3 separate regions of the Mus musculus genome follow, and regions 1 and 3 are each linked to region 2. The links are chromatin contacts, called in public Hi-C and promoter capture Hi-C maps. All regions are on one chromosome and are shown on one strand. Each heading gives the region's core, a stretch centred on a gene start, on an enhancer-like site or on the middle of the called end of the contact. The rest is flanking DNA. Distances are from core to core; before and after follow the strand shown.

What was found. Hi-C and Micro-C count contacts between places; a contact is called where the count stands out from the background. Capture Hi-C pulls out chosen DNA fragments and counts their contacts.
Region 1: a promoter capture Hi-C map of adipose tissue shows a contact between it and region 2, with 3 times the contacts expected there. The contact joins the promoter of Naa25 here to the promoter of Mlxip in region 2. A contact is called at or near these places in 1 of 39 promoter capture datasets (pre-B cells), 1 of 115 datasets of contacts at active chromatin or transcription factors (pancreatic cancer cells) and 1 of 9 other capture datasets (adipose tissue).
Region 3: a Hi-C map of B cells shows a contact between it and region 2, with 5 read pairs. The contact joins the promoter of Erp29 here to the promoter of Mlxip in region 2.

Annotation. Positions count from the first base shown.
Region 1 is chr5:121,394,790-121,399,671 of GRCm38.p6, reverse strand. It overlaps Naa25 (N(alpha)-acetyltransferase 25, NatB auxiliary subunit), which reads right to left and starts at 1,677. Exons shown (of 24, transcript NM_172722.4): 1 at 1,610-1,677. The coding sequence starts at 1,667.
Region 2 is chr5:123,393,193-123,397,855 of GRCm38.p6, reverse strand. Mlxip (MLX interacting protein) reads right to left here and starts at 3,058. Exons shown (of 17, transcript NM_133917.3): 1 at 2,514-3,058. The coding sequence starts at 2,926.
Region 3 is chr5:121,450,060-121,455,052 of GRCm38.p6, reverse strand. It overlaps Erp29 (endoplasmic reticulum protein 29), which reads left to right and starts at 2,579. Exons shown (of 3, transcript NM_026129.2): 1 at 2,579-2,862. The coding sequence starts at 2,713. It also overlaps a transcript of Tmem116 not described here.

The DNA of each region.
Region 1 (4,882 bases), core at 428-2,927, 2.0 Mb after region 2:
TGAAAGCTTGAGTCCAGCTGGTCCACCTAAGGAGTTCAAGACCTGTTACTTAAAAAAAGAAAAGAGTACTGGGCAGTGGTAGTGCCTGCCTTTAATCCCAGCACTTGGGAAGCAGAGGCGGGCAGATGTCTGAGTTCGAGGCCAGCGAGGCCAGCCTGGTCTACAAGGTGAGTTCCAGGACAGCCAGGGCTACACAGAGAAACCCTGTCTCAAAAAAAAGGAAGGAATGAGCAGCTGGGTTTGGTGGCACCTTTAATCCCAGCACTCGGAAGGCAGAAAGCTGGTGATTTCTATGAGTTCCACGCAGTCGAGGGCTACATAGAGAGGTCTTGTTCCAGACCCAGCACCTACACCCTGGCTTACAACAGTCTGTAACTACAGATCCAGGACATCCTGATGCCCCTCTTCAAGCACCAGGAATGCACGTGGTGCACAGACATCAAACTGGCAAGCAAGAACCCACATATGTACCAATTTGCTAGAGACACAAGCACCCATTCTGCCAAGGGGAGAGGAAAACCCCTAAAAACGAAAGAGCCCAAAACCCATAGCCACACTGAAAACGTGAGGTCTGCTGTAGCCAAAAAAAAAAAAAAAAAAAAAGCACTGACCTTGATAAAGCTTCCTTCCTCATCATTACCTGAGACAAGACCATACAACCATCAACGAGGCGAGCGAGACATGGCAAAATTAAATAAAATAAATAAATAAATAAATAAGGCACCGCTTCCAATAACAGAACATCTCAGTCACTGCAAAGTGTTTTCTCTCTGACTCAGTTTGGTGATTCTTTTTATTCTATTACGGTGGGAAGATGACGATAAAGACACATCTTGAAAGCCTGCGGGGTTTGGGATGCGCGCCGTGAGGAGGGTTCAACGCAAGCAAAAGCACGAGGAAGTCAAGAGGCAGAGAATAAACCTCAGACACGGTGCTGAAAGGTTAAAAAAAACAAAAAACCTTCCATTCCAGCAGCCTGGCCGGCCGCTCCGGCAACACCAGCTCCTGCCATCTCTTGCCCGCTATTCGGGGCCCGCGACCCCCTCCCCCCCGCCTCCCACGTGTGCCCAGAACAGCTGTTCCTGCATCAGGATGGGACTCGGGTCTCAGTGACCTTGCATCAGCCCCTTCCCTTCTCCGGGTCTCAGTTTCCCCACGTGCACTTAGACTACATTCTGTAAGACAGCCCTCCCCGGATCCTCATCCTGGTACCCAGAGCAATCATCACTGGGGTATCTCCCTTCCGGAGGCGAGCGCTCCCACCGTCGCGCCTGAGCCGCTTGTCACCTGCAAGAAAAGACCGCGCGGGGGTTCCTCGGGAGCGGCTGGAATAAAACAACCTGCCGGGAGCGCTGGTCTCCAAGCGGCGGCGCGATCCGCACAGAGTTGACAGCGGCGCGCACCCACCGTTGTCTTGTCGCCTCCGGGTCCAGCGACGCCGGGGTCCGCGCCTAAGCGAGGGCGAGGCTGCGGCCTAGCGCCCCGCGCGGTCCGCCCCCTCGCCGCCCCACCCCGCGCGCGACCCCAGCGACCCTCCCTGGCCTTCGCCCGAACCGGGGCACGCTTTGTCTCGCCGCGGTGGCTAACAGACCGACTCCGGGGTACTCACCGTAAATGGGCCGGAGGCGCCGGTCGTTAGGGTCCTGCACATGGCCCCGCGTCGCCATGATGACAAGCGCAGAACCTCAGTGCGCAAGCGCTGAGCAGGCCCCCGGGAAGGGGCCGTTAAAGGGCCAGCGTCGAGCTCGCCGACCTATCGCGATAGTGGAGGGGAGGTACGGCGGAGTGCGCCTGCGTAGAAAGGGTGGCTCGCCTCTCCTTTAATTGGCGCTGTGGTTTGATTTTTTTTTTTTTTTTTTTTTTTTTTGCCTGCGGAGTCATCGGGACCCCAGGGGCGGTTGTTGTGGTTGAAGGCGTGGAGAGAGAGTGCGGTTTAATCTCACTGACTGTAACAGCTAGAAGAACCAGTTGGTTTTGGCCCTTGATGGTGAAGCAACCTGGAACTTGTTGAGTGGGAGCCCTGGGAGCGTGCTTGCCCAACAGTGAAACTGTAGAAAAAGCCTGCGAGCCCTCCTCCACCCGTTCCCTGAACTCAGTGCTGTGCGTGGCTAGACACTAGTGCAAGCTCTTTAAGTAGGTTGCTTTTAACATTCCCACGGCACTAGACGGTATAATGAGCTTTCTTTGTACAGATTTACAATTCGCACGGCCCAGAGTTATGAGTGCTATTTGGGCGGCGATAATGACAAGGAGCTAAAGGTATCCCCAGCACTCGGGAGGCAGAGGCAGGCGGATCTCCTTGAGTTCGAGGTTAGCCTGGTCTACATAATGAGTTCCAGGACAGCCAAGGCTATGTAGAGACCCTGTCCCTATAAAGAAATGGATAGAAATAAAAATAAAAAGGTTCTCCCACCAAGTGGTTGCTTGCCCTATTTGGCTGGCATTCCTCCTTGCCCCAACAATTTTTCCCTCAGTTCATGGCTCCTCTTCTCCAGCTGCATGTAACTGGATTTGGCGTTTGTAACACTTTCACAGACCAGTGAATCTTGTAGCTTTAGCGGTATGTAAGGTGTATATCCGTAACTACCGCACTGAAGGGGCTAAGACAAGAGGCTAGTAAGGGCCAGACTGGGCTAGCTACATAGGAAGACCCTGTCTCAAAAGAGAGGGAGAAGAAATGGTACATGTTTGAGCTGATTTAGCTTAGGGATTTAAACATTACACAATGTATACAAGTATGGGGCAATACATAGTACCCTGTACAGATGTATAACTGTTTGAATGTGTCCCTTACAAGTTTTAAAAGCTTACCATTGGTTATTTCATGTGTGTTTCTGTATATATGTGTGTGGGCACTCCAATACCCAAAGTGTGGAGGGTCTCTCTGTCTACCACAGTGGTTCTCAACCTGTGGTTCGTGACCCTCATTCATTCTATTTCAGATGTTTACAATTGGTAACATGAGCAAAGTTACAGTTATGAAGTAGCAATGAAATAATTTCATGGTTGGGGGTAGGGGTCACCACAACATGAGGCCCTGTGTTAAAAGGTTGCAGCTTCAGAAAGGTTGTAATCCACTGTAAAAATGTGAAAGCTGCCAGGGCATGGTGGCGCACGCCTTTAGTCCAAGCACTTGGGAGGCAGAGGCAGGTGGATTTCTGAGTTTGAGGCCAGCCTGGTCTACAGAGTGAGTTCCAGGACAGCCAGGGCTACACAGAGAAACCCTGTCTTGAAAAAGAGGAGGAAGAGGAAGGAAGGAAAAATGGAAGGAAAACAAACCAAGGTTCAGTTCCCAGCACCACAACTGTCGGTAACTTTAGTTGCAGGGAATCTGAGGCCCTCTTCTGGCCTCTGGGCACTGGATACAGGTGCTGCACAGTTAGTTGTACATGCAGACAAAATGCTTATACACATGTTTTAAATTAAAGTTTACATTCAAAATGACACACATACACACATACACACGCCTGAATCAGCACACACCCAGAGGACTTGCCTAGGCTCAGAATTTTTAACTACATAGACCCAGGCAGTACACAGAATGTTTTCAGTATTTTTGTATGTATGCATACATGTGTGGGGGTAATGAGTACCTGAAGAGGCGAGAGAAGGTGGCTGTTTGTCCTTCTCTGTCAGTCCTCATCCCATTCACCTGAGAGAGGGTCTCTCAACTGAACGTGGAGCTGGCTATTTTTTCAGCTGAGCTGGCAGCCAGCAAGTTTCTGCCGTCCTCCATTTGAAGCTACAGTAAGGCAAGCCCAGCCTTTCCCATGTGTGCTCAGGATCAGAAGCCAAGACATCATGCTTGCTTATCCAAAGCTCACACCCCTGGAGCCCGCTCCTGCCCTATTCTTTTTATGTGTACAGGCACTCCCTTACATGGACGCCTGTGCACCACATATGTGCCTGCAGCTATCAGAGGCTACAAGAGTGTGTCAGATCCCTGGACTTGAGTCACAGCACATTTCAAACCACAGCGTGAGCACTGGGGACCAAACTCTGGTCCTATGGCAGAGCAAACAGCTCATAACTGCTGAGCTATCTCTGCAGCCTCTTTTTTTTTTTTTAAGATTCATTTATTATATTATAAGTACACTGTAGCTGTCTTCAGACACTCCAGAAGAGGACATCAGATCCCATTACGGATGGTTGTGAGCCACCATGTGGTTGCTGAGATTTGAACTCAGGACCTTCAGAAGAGCAGTCGGTGCTCTTAACCACTGAGCCATCTTGCCAGCCCTTCTCCAGCCTCTTGTGTTGGATTTGGAGACATAGCCTCAGCTGGCCTCAAAGTCCTGATCCCCCTGCCTTAAATTCCTCAATTCAAGGAGCATAGTTGTATCCACCACACTAGCTTGGTGGGGGGGTTATTGTTGGTTTGTTTTGGGTGATCAGGATATTGGGCCTAGGTCCTCATGCATACTTGGAGAACATTCTACCACTGAATGGCATCCCTAACACTCTTTTTACTTTTGATTTCTCGACGGGGGTAACAGGACTTGTCCATGGTGGGCTTGAACTTCCTCTGCAGTCCGGGTGATCCTCTTCCCTCAGCCCTCAAGGAAGCTGGGACGATAGGCCTGACCTACCATGCCAGCCTGATTCCCGTGAAACTTTGTGAACCAAACACTTCTGCTCTCATAATGAGCTTAACACTTCTTCCTGTACAAACCTTGGGCTAAAAATGTTGTTGTTGTTGTTGTTTGGATTGTTTGTTGGTTTTTTGGTTTTTCGTGACAGGGTTACTCTGTGTAGCCCTGTCTGTCCTGAAACTCACTCTGTAGACCAGGCTGACCTCGAACTCAGAAATCCTCCTGCCTCTGCCTCCCAAGTGCTGGGATTAAAGGTGTATCCCACCTTTTTCTCTTTGCCCAAACATTAG
Region 2 (4,663 bases), core at 1,809-4,308:
CAGCCCAAGCAGGAAAAACCTGGAAAAGAAGTGAAGGTTCTGACCCCATGCAAGGGCAAGCTAAAGAGGCTTCTGAACGGGGGCTGGAGATACCAAAGAGCAAGTAAGCTTCTTGTATCCAACTAGTGATGCATTCTGCAGTCAAGAAAATTAACTCAGAAAAGGTGAGGTGCCAAAATGATGGGATTATTCGGTTGGTGTTATTTCTAGGTTATTCCAATAGAGCACAAAGGGACACTGGCTTATTTTTCCTTTAGCAGAGCTTACTCAGTGAGAATTTCTAGCCTGAGCCTCCAGTGGCTCAAGCAGCTTTCTCTCCCTATACATGCAGAAGTTTATATTAAATTAAAAGAAAAAAGGATTAAGTTCTCTTAATAAGAACACATTCCTGTCCTTTGGCCCTGATTTTGTTTGAAAAGCATTTCCCAGAGACTAGTTTATGCTGTAATCTAAATGAGTCTGATTCTGATTCCAACATAAATGCTCAAGAGTGAGGGACTGCGACTTCACTGTCAGCTGTCCATTTAAAAACAAGAGTACCTCCCCAGGCTCGGGGCCAGCTCAACCTGGCAAGGTCTAAGAGTCAAAGCGGAGGCTGACCAATATGCCACGTAAAGGTGACAGAAGGAAGAGCTATGCTACAGGAATAAGCCATCAGGGAAACCTCCACAAGAGGAAATGGGGGTGAGGGTGCATTTCAGAAACATAACAAAGGAACAAGTTGACTAATCACTTATTCCAGGGAGGGAAAATGCCATGCAGAGCCAACTATCAAGTATTTTAACTTCAGGCAATTGAGTAATGCTTTTAATTTCGATTATCGGGGCTTATTATCTACCACCCTGAGAGAGAGGCGAGGGTTGGGGGTGGGGGGAAGGAGGGTTGCTTGAAACCATGAATTTAAGACCAGCCTCCTGGATAACAGCAAGACCAGTCTCAAGAAAACAAAGCAACGATAACAAAAACCTTATGAATCCTTATGAATGTAATCCTTATGAATGAAAACGGCTTGCTAAAACCTACTACTTTGCAGGCTAGCTTTAGAAATTAAGTAAAACCAAAACCCAAAACAGGGCTAGCCATGGCAGCACCTGTAATCCCAACACTTGAGAAGCTAAAGCAGGAGGATTACTTACTGCAAGTTTGGGGCCAGTCCAGGTTATATAGTGAGCTCCTGGATACATAGGTATCAAGGTAACACACACACACACACACAAAAAAAACCCTAGGAGTGGTCCTGTGCTTCTTTCCATGGTCTTCGGAGTAACCTGGGAAATTTTCTCTAGGCTGCCAGCTGTGCATCAGGACTCTCATGAAGCCAAAGCCAGTATAGTTGCTAAAGCAAGCCCAGTCAGTGTGGGTCCTGCTTGAAGCTACCACCCATATGGGCTGCTCTAATCACTAGCAGTTCAGAGAAGGTCTCTGGCTGAGGCAGAAAACTTGCCTAAAATGCCTGCCTAGAAGACATACTGGGGAAGAGTAAGAGGGTAGAAAGAAAGGCTAGCCCTCCAAGGAAAGGCATTTCTATGACGTTCAAAAGAGATCTCTGTCCAAAGCTGAATTCCCCGTTTCAGGGCAGTGTCTGGGATGTCAGCCCTACTGACATCTCACACATAAGTTTTTAGGGTCAGTCAGAAAACCCTCTAGCCAGATGTGGGCATGAGAGGCATATGTTTGTGATCACAGAATTTGGGAAGCGGAGGCAGGGCAGTCAGGAGGAGTTCAAGGCCAGCCAGCATCTGCTCAAAAGACCCTGGCTCAAAAAGGAAACAAACAAACAAAACAAAACAAAAACAAATTCCAACTTCCCAGGAAAATAAACTCCACAAGTCCACTGTGTGCAAAGGGTCCTGCCTCAGAATTTCCCTGTAAAGGAGATGTAAGAGAACCCAGGCTCCAGATGCATGGACAATCAGGAAAAGTAACTCACATTTAAGCAGCACCTAAAAACCCACTCGGCCTATCTCAACCCTTCCCTGAAGCAGCCCCCTAGAGGTCAACACTACTGTCACCCCCCACCCCGCCCCCCTTTATAGACAAGGAAACAGGCTCCAAGGCGTTACACAATCATTAAGATAGTGCAGCCAGCGCCCTAGCCACCCTGGACAGGTGATCTTAACCGTTGGGTGTTGCTGTAAACACACAAAGCAATAGAAGGAAGGGGTCCACAGAGCCAAAAGAAAAGGAGGAAAACAACAACACACAGCCTGTAGCTACACCTAACTCTTGTCTAAAACCGGTGACCACGGGCATTGGAGGAGGGGAGGGCCTGGATGGGGAACACGAAGCCGGAAGAACCCAGGAACGACCGGCTGACAGGGCTACAAGGCCGGAACCCTGGCGCCTCTCTCCATGGTGGAGACCCCAGACTCACAAATCGTCCTAGAAGGAATTTCCAAAGGGACAGTGTGAAGCCAAAGGTCCAAGCTGGGTTTTTGTTCAAGAGAGACCGGGGTGAAGATGGGGCTCGGCCAGGTCTGGGAGTCGGGTGGGGGCGTCACCGGGTCCCCTACCTGTAGGCCAGGGTCATGCACTCGAAGAGCTTGGTGAGCGACGCATCGATGGACAAGTGGCAGGAGCTGGTCTTGCCGAAGCTATAGGTCTGGCACGTCTGCTTGTTGACCGTGTCGAAATCATAGCCCTTCTTGGGCGGGTGCTCGCGGTGCGGAGAGGACACCATGAAGTGGCCGCTGTGGATGATCTGCTGTCGGCGCGGAGGCTCCTCGCGGCCCGGGCCGGCCCGAGGCGGCAGCGGCGCGGCGCTCGCGTGGGCCCGGGCTGAAGTGGCCACGCCGGAGGGGGGCGGCGGAGACGGCTCGTCTGTGTCCGAGTCGTCGTCGTCCTCGGGCACCTGAGGCTTGAGCAGCACCGAACGGCCCCGACTGCGGGGCCGGCGCGGCGAACACATGAAAACGTCGGCAGCCATGAGGAGAACCTGGTCCGGGGCATCCCCCGGGAGCCGGGGCGACGTAAAGCGGAGAAGCACGGGGAACGGAGGGGGCCGCCGGCCCGACCCGGCCCGGCCCTCGCGCAGACTGCCCGGGAACGCGCGGCCTGAGGGGGAGGGCGCGGGCCTCCTCGTAACGTCACTGTCGTCTTGGCCAATCGGATGCTCGCCTCTGCCTCTTAAAGGTGCAGGAGGAAGCTTTTCTTCTCCGGGCGGACAAAAAAAAAAAAAAGCCGGAGGCCACGCCTCCACGCCCGGCCCCTGGCTGTCCTCTTTCCCCTCCGGCTGGCCCTGGAGTAGAGAGACGAGAAAGCCAGGCCGCGCCTCTCGGGGAGCCTGGGCTCAGGGCGGCATTGGCTGTCTGTTCAACTAGTCTGGCTCCAGCCCCTGCCCCGCCTCCGCCACGCCCGGAGCTTGGGAATAGCCCTGCGGCCTCACTGCGGGCAAGGAGGGCACTCCACGTGGTGGGTAGGGGTGGAGCTCCTTCCCCCACATTAGGCCAGCTTTCTCCCTCCATACCCGGAACTGAGTCCTCAAAAGCCTTCCTGATTTTGTCTACCGTCCCCATTTTGTTGATGAGAAGATTGAGTTACCTACACTCTAAGGGGTGTGCCTAAGGTTCCAACAAGACCCAAGAGCAAGGCTCACAGAATCATCACATCCTTAGGGGCAGAAACTGACTCTCCCGGGTTAAGGCATGGCTCCTGGGCATCACCGCTCTTAAACAGTAGTAGAGTTCTGCAGGAGCCTAGCTGTCTGCCTCCAGACCCAACAACTTCAGCCACAAATCAAAATACTGTCGCTATTGTTTGGAAGTTTGGCCCAGAAGCCAAATTCCAAAGGGGAAGTTTGGAGCCTAGTTGTCTTTACTGCAATTCCTAGGTCTCAGAAAGTTGTGTCAACCTAAAAATAGCAATGAGCCAGTCATGGTAACACATGCGCGTGCCTGCAATCCTAACAGGAGGGGAGCAGAGGTGGGAGGATCAGAAGTTCCCCAAATTCTAGGTTAGTTTGAACTGCATGATACCCTGTCTCAAAGACACTTTTATTTTATTTTATATTTTAGGAAATCCAGTGAGATGGTTCAGTAGGTAAATAAAAGCACTTGCTGTTAAGTCTGACCTTCATTCCAACCCGTGGGACCCACAAGATAGAAGACTCCCAACAACTTAATCTCTGACCACCCCAACCCCACTGTGGCATCTGCGCTTCTCACGATAAATAAAGGTAAAAATAAATAAATAAAAGATTTTGTTTGGAGACAGAATCTCTACATGTAGTCCTTATGTAGACAAGGCTGGCCTTGTAACCACCACGAGAGATTATAAGAGGGGAAAAGATCAGGGTGTCTTCTGTATATGACAAGGAAGCTACACCTGTGAAATCTCCATGGTCTAAACAAGAACTACAAAATTGCAGCACCAGTTGACATCCCAAGATGGATGGGGGAAATCTCACAAGACCCCCTCTTAAATGGAGTTCAGGCAACTAATGATGCGGGGGGGAGAGAGAGAAAGAGTTATTCTCCAGGGAGAAGATGGGTTTTCCAACCCCACATAGTCACCTTTTCTAAACACATCCTATCAATACTAAAAGGACTCAGCAGGCTATATTTATACATGTGTGTGTGCCTGCATGTTTAAAAATAATAATTAAAGAAGAGGTCACATTTCAAAGGGAGTGAGAAAAAGACAAGGGAGGAGTTGGGTGGGGGTT
Region 3 (4,993 bases), core at 1,330-3,829, 1.9 Mb after region 2:
CTACTCCCTAGGCCATTCCTAATTTCCAGGAACTTCTCTCACCTCCTTTAAATACTGCGAGAGCTACCCACTGCCCTCAGCCTCAGTCTTCTCCCTTCTGATGCATTCTCTTCATTCATTCATTTTTATAGCGATACAACCCAGGTTGACCAGGCTGGCTTCCCACTTACAGGGCCCCACCTGCCTTCGCCTGAGTGCTGGGATCAAAGGCGCTGGCCATCATGTCCAGTTGTAATCTCTTTTTCATAAAGGGACACGAGGCCCACTGGATTGGGCCCCCGCTGTTGGATTTCATTTAGGTTTAACTATTTCTGTAATTACTGTAATTCTCTCTCCAAATGCAATTACAGTGCACTGGAGGCACACGACTTAGTCCACTTCGAGGATATTGCTTATTCCAAAGTCCTCAGGTTTCCTCAGGTCTCAGGCACTCTCCTTCCCAGGAAGGCTTGGGACTAAAGCCACACCCAGCCATTTCTTCATCTCTATGGAATGTTTTCATACACAAATCTGGCAACACTCCAATGGAGGCCTCTGGTGGCTGTAAACCCCTCAGGTCAGTGAGAGACTTTATTTTGCCCCCGCTCCTGAGTTTGCCTTTACATAGGTTCACAGTGCTCAGCGTGCGGTACCACATCCTGATTCCTACTGCTTCATGAGTGCTCCCTACTTTTCAAAGTCATGCTCACCAAGTATCTCCCAGATACTGTGCTGACACACGTGAGCAGGACGGACTCGTAATACAGGTTCTTCAAAGGCGGGATATACCTCTGCAGGGATTTGGAAAGGGCACGAGATGGGGAGGAAAGATTTTAATACTTACTGGGTGGATAGCAGTCTGGATACCACACACACAAGTCAAAAAGAAGGACCTACATAGCCGTGTCACACTGCGGCAGAATGACCAGTGGTGCATCATACTTGCACAGTCTGTGCTAGATGTCAAGGTCAGTACGGCCAGTCAAATGCAGGGCACCTAGCTGTCTATTAGAGGGGTGGTCATAAGGCAGCAGCTGTAATAAGCTGTGCTTTTTATAGAAGGGCTGCTCCTAGGGATGATGGAGGAGGAAGTTTATTGTAGCTAAAAAAGGAAGACCACAGTCCGGAGTGAACATGACCATGAGCCATGTGGAGAGAGGGGGAAGGGAGGAGAGAGGGGAGGAGAGTCCCAGTTAAGAGGGGCAGCCTGGGCCAAGACACTGACCAAGAGACTGCCATAGCTTAAATGGCTGGATTATTATAGGGAAAGGCGGCTGGAGGAAGGGCAGCCCAGCCCTTGGACTGGAGAAGTTTAGGGTAGGGAGCAGGGCATGCCTGTCATACCCTGAGGGATTCTGGGAGAACCTCATGGCCAGGTCCACTTTGATGTTAGTCACCACAGCCGTTTGTCTCACCTAGGGTTTGAGATTTAACAGTAATAAAAAAAAGAGGGAAAAAAAAAGCACAACATGGTCTAGCTTTTTCATGATTCTACAGGTGTGTGTGTGTGTGTGTGTGCACGCGAATGTAGATTTGTATACATGGATAGGCCACTGACCAACCTATCTTCATTCATCATTCGCTCTTTTTCCTTCCCCCCGCCCCCCCAATTTGGGCATCCTCCTTGCCTCCCCAGTACTGGCAAGTAGTCCACACCCAGCCTGTTTTGTGTCTGTCTTTCGAAGACCCTTGTTGACTTTGAATAGCCTAGAACTCACTCTGTAGACCAGGCTGGCCTTGAACTCAGGTTCGCCACCCTTGGCCTTTGGAGTGGTGTGATTAAAGTTGTGCTTTCCCCCTTGGGTGCTAAGGACGGAACTTAGATGTGGAAGGTACTAGTTCCAGGAACACAGTATATGGATGAGGTTTGGCTTCCAACTCAGAGACCAGCCTGCCAGTTTTCCCAGCTAGCACTGGGATTGAATGTCCTGTGCTGGCTCACACAGCCTGCTGGCCACGATCCCTCTGTCGTCTCCAATAAGGAATTCCTTCGAGCCTTTATCCCTGTGCTGAAGACAATCAGAACGTACCATAAGCTAGTCCTTGAAAACGGGACAGCCCAGCCTGGTCTTGTCACCCCCCTGCCTCGTGCTGAAATTAGGCCTGTGCCACCCACCAACACTTGACCAAAAAGCACGAAGGCGAATAGGCCTTTTCCCCAACCTCCTGCGACATGGGAGGCCACATTGCCTAAGTGTCCCCGCGGGCCTGACCAGAGCTGCAACCGGGGGTCTACAAGGGCAGGACAGCGACTACCAGTGACAAACAGCTGACTAACCGAGGGAGGCGGCGGGTCTCTTGAGACCGCAGGACCGCCCAGCGCAGGGAAGGAAGGGACGCCGCCACGTCTTCTTCCGAGGCGAGAGAGAGGGCAACGAGGGGAAGGGTCGAAGCGGCGCCTCCCGCGAGAACGCAGCGGAACACGGCCTAGCCGAGTGTCGCCAAGTGCGCGTGCGCGTGCGCGTGCGCGTGCGCGGCAGGCCCGTCCCGTCCCGCGACCCCGCCCGCTCGCCGCTCCGCCTACGACGCATGCGCAGCCGCTCCCTCTCTCTGCCCCGCCCCTCCGCGGCCCCTCCCTTCCACCCCGGAGGCGGCCGGAGCATCTCGCTCTGGCGGTGGCCGCTTGCGTTCATGCGCGCCGCCGGCAGGACGGCCCTCCCCGTGACGTGACCGCCCACTCGGAGCGCTCCGCCTGTAGCTTGCCTGTCTCTCCCGCTCCCACCATCCGGCGTGATGGCCGCCGCCGCCGGGGTGTCTGGCGCTGCTTCTCTCTCCCCACTGCTGTCCGTGCTCCTGGGCCTGCTGCTCCTCTTTGCTCCGCACGGCGGCAGCGGCCTACACACGAAGGGTGCCCTTCCCTTGGACACAGTCACTTTCTACAAGGTAATGAGGGCGGCGGGCGACGGGGATCGTGCGCAGGTGCAGATAGACGCCCGTGGCAGCGCGAGCCCACGGGGACGTTGGGCCCGGAGGGGTGGCAGCAGCAGGCAGTCCTTGGGGACCATCCCTACACGCCCCACCATCCTATAGGCCCAGTGTCGACAGAGCAGGGGCGCACCCTGACCACCCGGCATCCTTGCAACCCCGGTACTCGCTACATCTGTTTTTTTACAAAAAGCTACCAAAGCGCAGTCAAAGGGAACCAAGTGTCCCTTTTCCTTTATCAACTGGGGAAAAAGACAATGATAGGAAAGATCCAATCCACGAGTCACAAGTGGAAGACCGGAGGGCGGGGCGAGGTCTACGCTCCTAGGCTCTCGGATGGGGTGGAGATGGCCGAGAGAACTGGGTTAGCATGCCAGTCTGCTCCTCGGAGGATGGATTGTAGCGTTCTTGGCCATGTGCAAACCGGGTTCAGACCGCACACGGCCCCCCTACAAAGTGCAAGGGTTAAAAAGATTGCAGGGCTCCCACCTGTAGAGAGCATCTTGGGGGAGTGGAGTACGAAATGAACAAAACCCGGTCAAGGCATGTAAGAAACTACACTACCCTCAGCAATTTTATTTATTTTAAAACAAAAATTGGTTTCGAAGACTGAGCAAATGGACGGTGGAAATGTTGCAGGCTGAGTGCAGTGGCCTCTGGACTCAGTTCTTCGTGCATGTCTCTAGTTACCAGAATCTTCTTAGTTCCTCTATTGGGCTTAGCGCGGAGAGACTTGGTCATTTTCTTATTGTGTCAGAATGAGGAACTGAGAACGCAGAAGGGGACTCTAAAGGCGCCTGTGTTGAGGGGTTGGACAGGGCTGTTTTGGAAAGGGTTGCTGTTAGGAACCCCCCCCCCCACACACGTGTAACCCATTCAAGTTTGTATTTTTTTTTAATTAAAAAAAATTAAGCATCTTATTAGTCATCCATCCAACCTATATAGCAACCTAGTAATACCACAGTCCAAGTGTGAATAAAAAGGACATTTTGCACCATGGGTTTAGTCAGTTGCTGCTTCTCCATCTTTTTTTTTTAAAGATTTATTTATTATATGTAAGTACACTGTAGCTGTCTTCAGACACTTCAGAAGAGGGCATCAGATTTTGTTACGGATGGTTGTGAGCCACTGTTTGGTTGCTGGGATTTGAACTCAGGACCTTCAGAAGAGCAGTTGGCACTCTTAACCACTGAGCCTTCTCACCAGCTCCCTGCTTCTCCATCTTTAAGGATCTGCCCTGAGGGTGTCATCTCCCTCCCCCCCTTAACCCCACAGGCCACCAGGCAGCACCATGAGATTCTACTTAATATAGTAGCAAGCAAGGAACGACCCTTATTCCATCTCATTTCCTAGTCATTTGCCCCCTTTTCCAATCGTCTCCAGGCAACACAAGCCTTCTCTCTGACTGCCCCTAGCTCACAGCTGTTAGTCCATCCGCAGTGGCCGTTCCTTGTGACTGGAACATTCTTTGCCATCTTTGGAATAGGTTACTTCTCGTGGCTCTGTCTTAGGTTAAATGTTAACTTCTCTTGTCCCCTCGCTTTCTCAGTTGCCCAGATTGACCTGTTGGTACCCGTGAGGGCACTCCTTGCCGTTTTCAGCTTCTCATTCATATTTCATAGACGATGACATGTTTATGAAGTACCTGATATGATTTTTATTTTTTTGTTTTTGTTTTTGTTTTTTTTTTTAAACAGGGCTTTTCTTTGTAACTTTGGCTGTCCTGGAACTAGCTCTGTAGAGCAGACGGGCCTCGAACTCAGAGAGATCTGCCTGCCTCTGCCACTCTCCCTAGTGCTGGGTTTGAAGGCGTGTGCCACCAATGCCCTGAAGTACCTGATGTATTTTTCTGACTCTCTACACAGCATACCAGATGAGTTGCGTTCCCATGAGTGAACAGGTGTCTTAACAGGTATAGGGGGGGTCCTAACAGCAACCCTTTCCAAAACAGCCCTGTCCAACCCCTCAACACAGGCGCCTTTAGAGTCCCCTTCTGTGTTCTCAGTTCCTCATTCTGACTGTTCTCTTAAAAGACAAAGGGCGCCTCCTGGTGTTTTGTCCAGGAATCTTGTTACATGCCTCGCCTTTC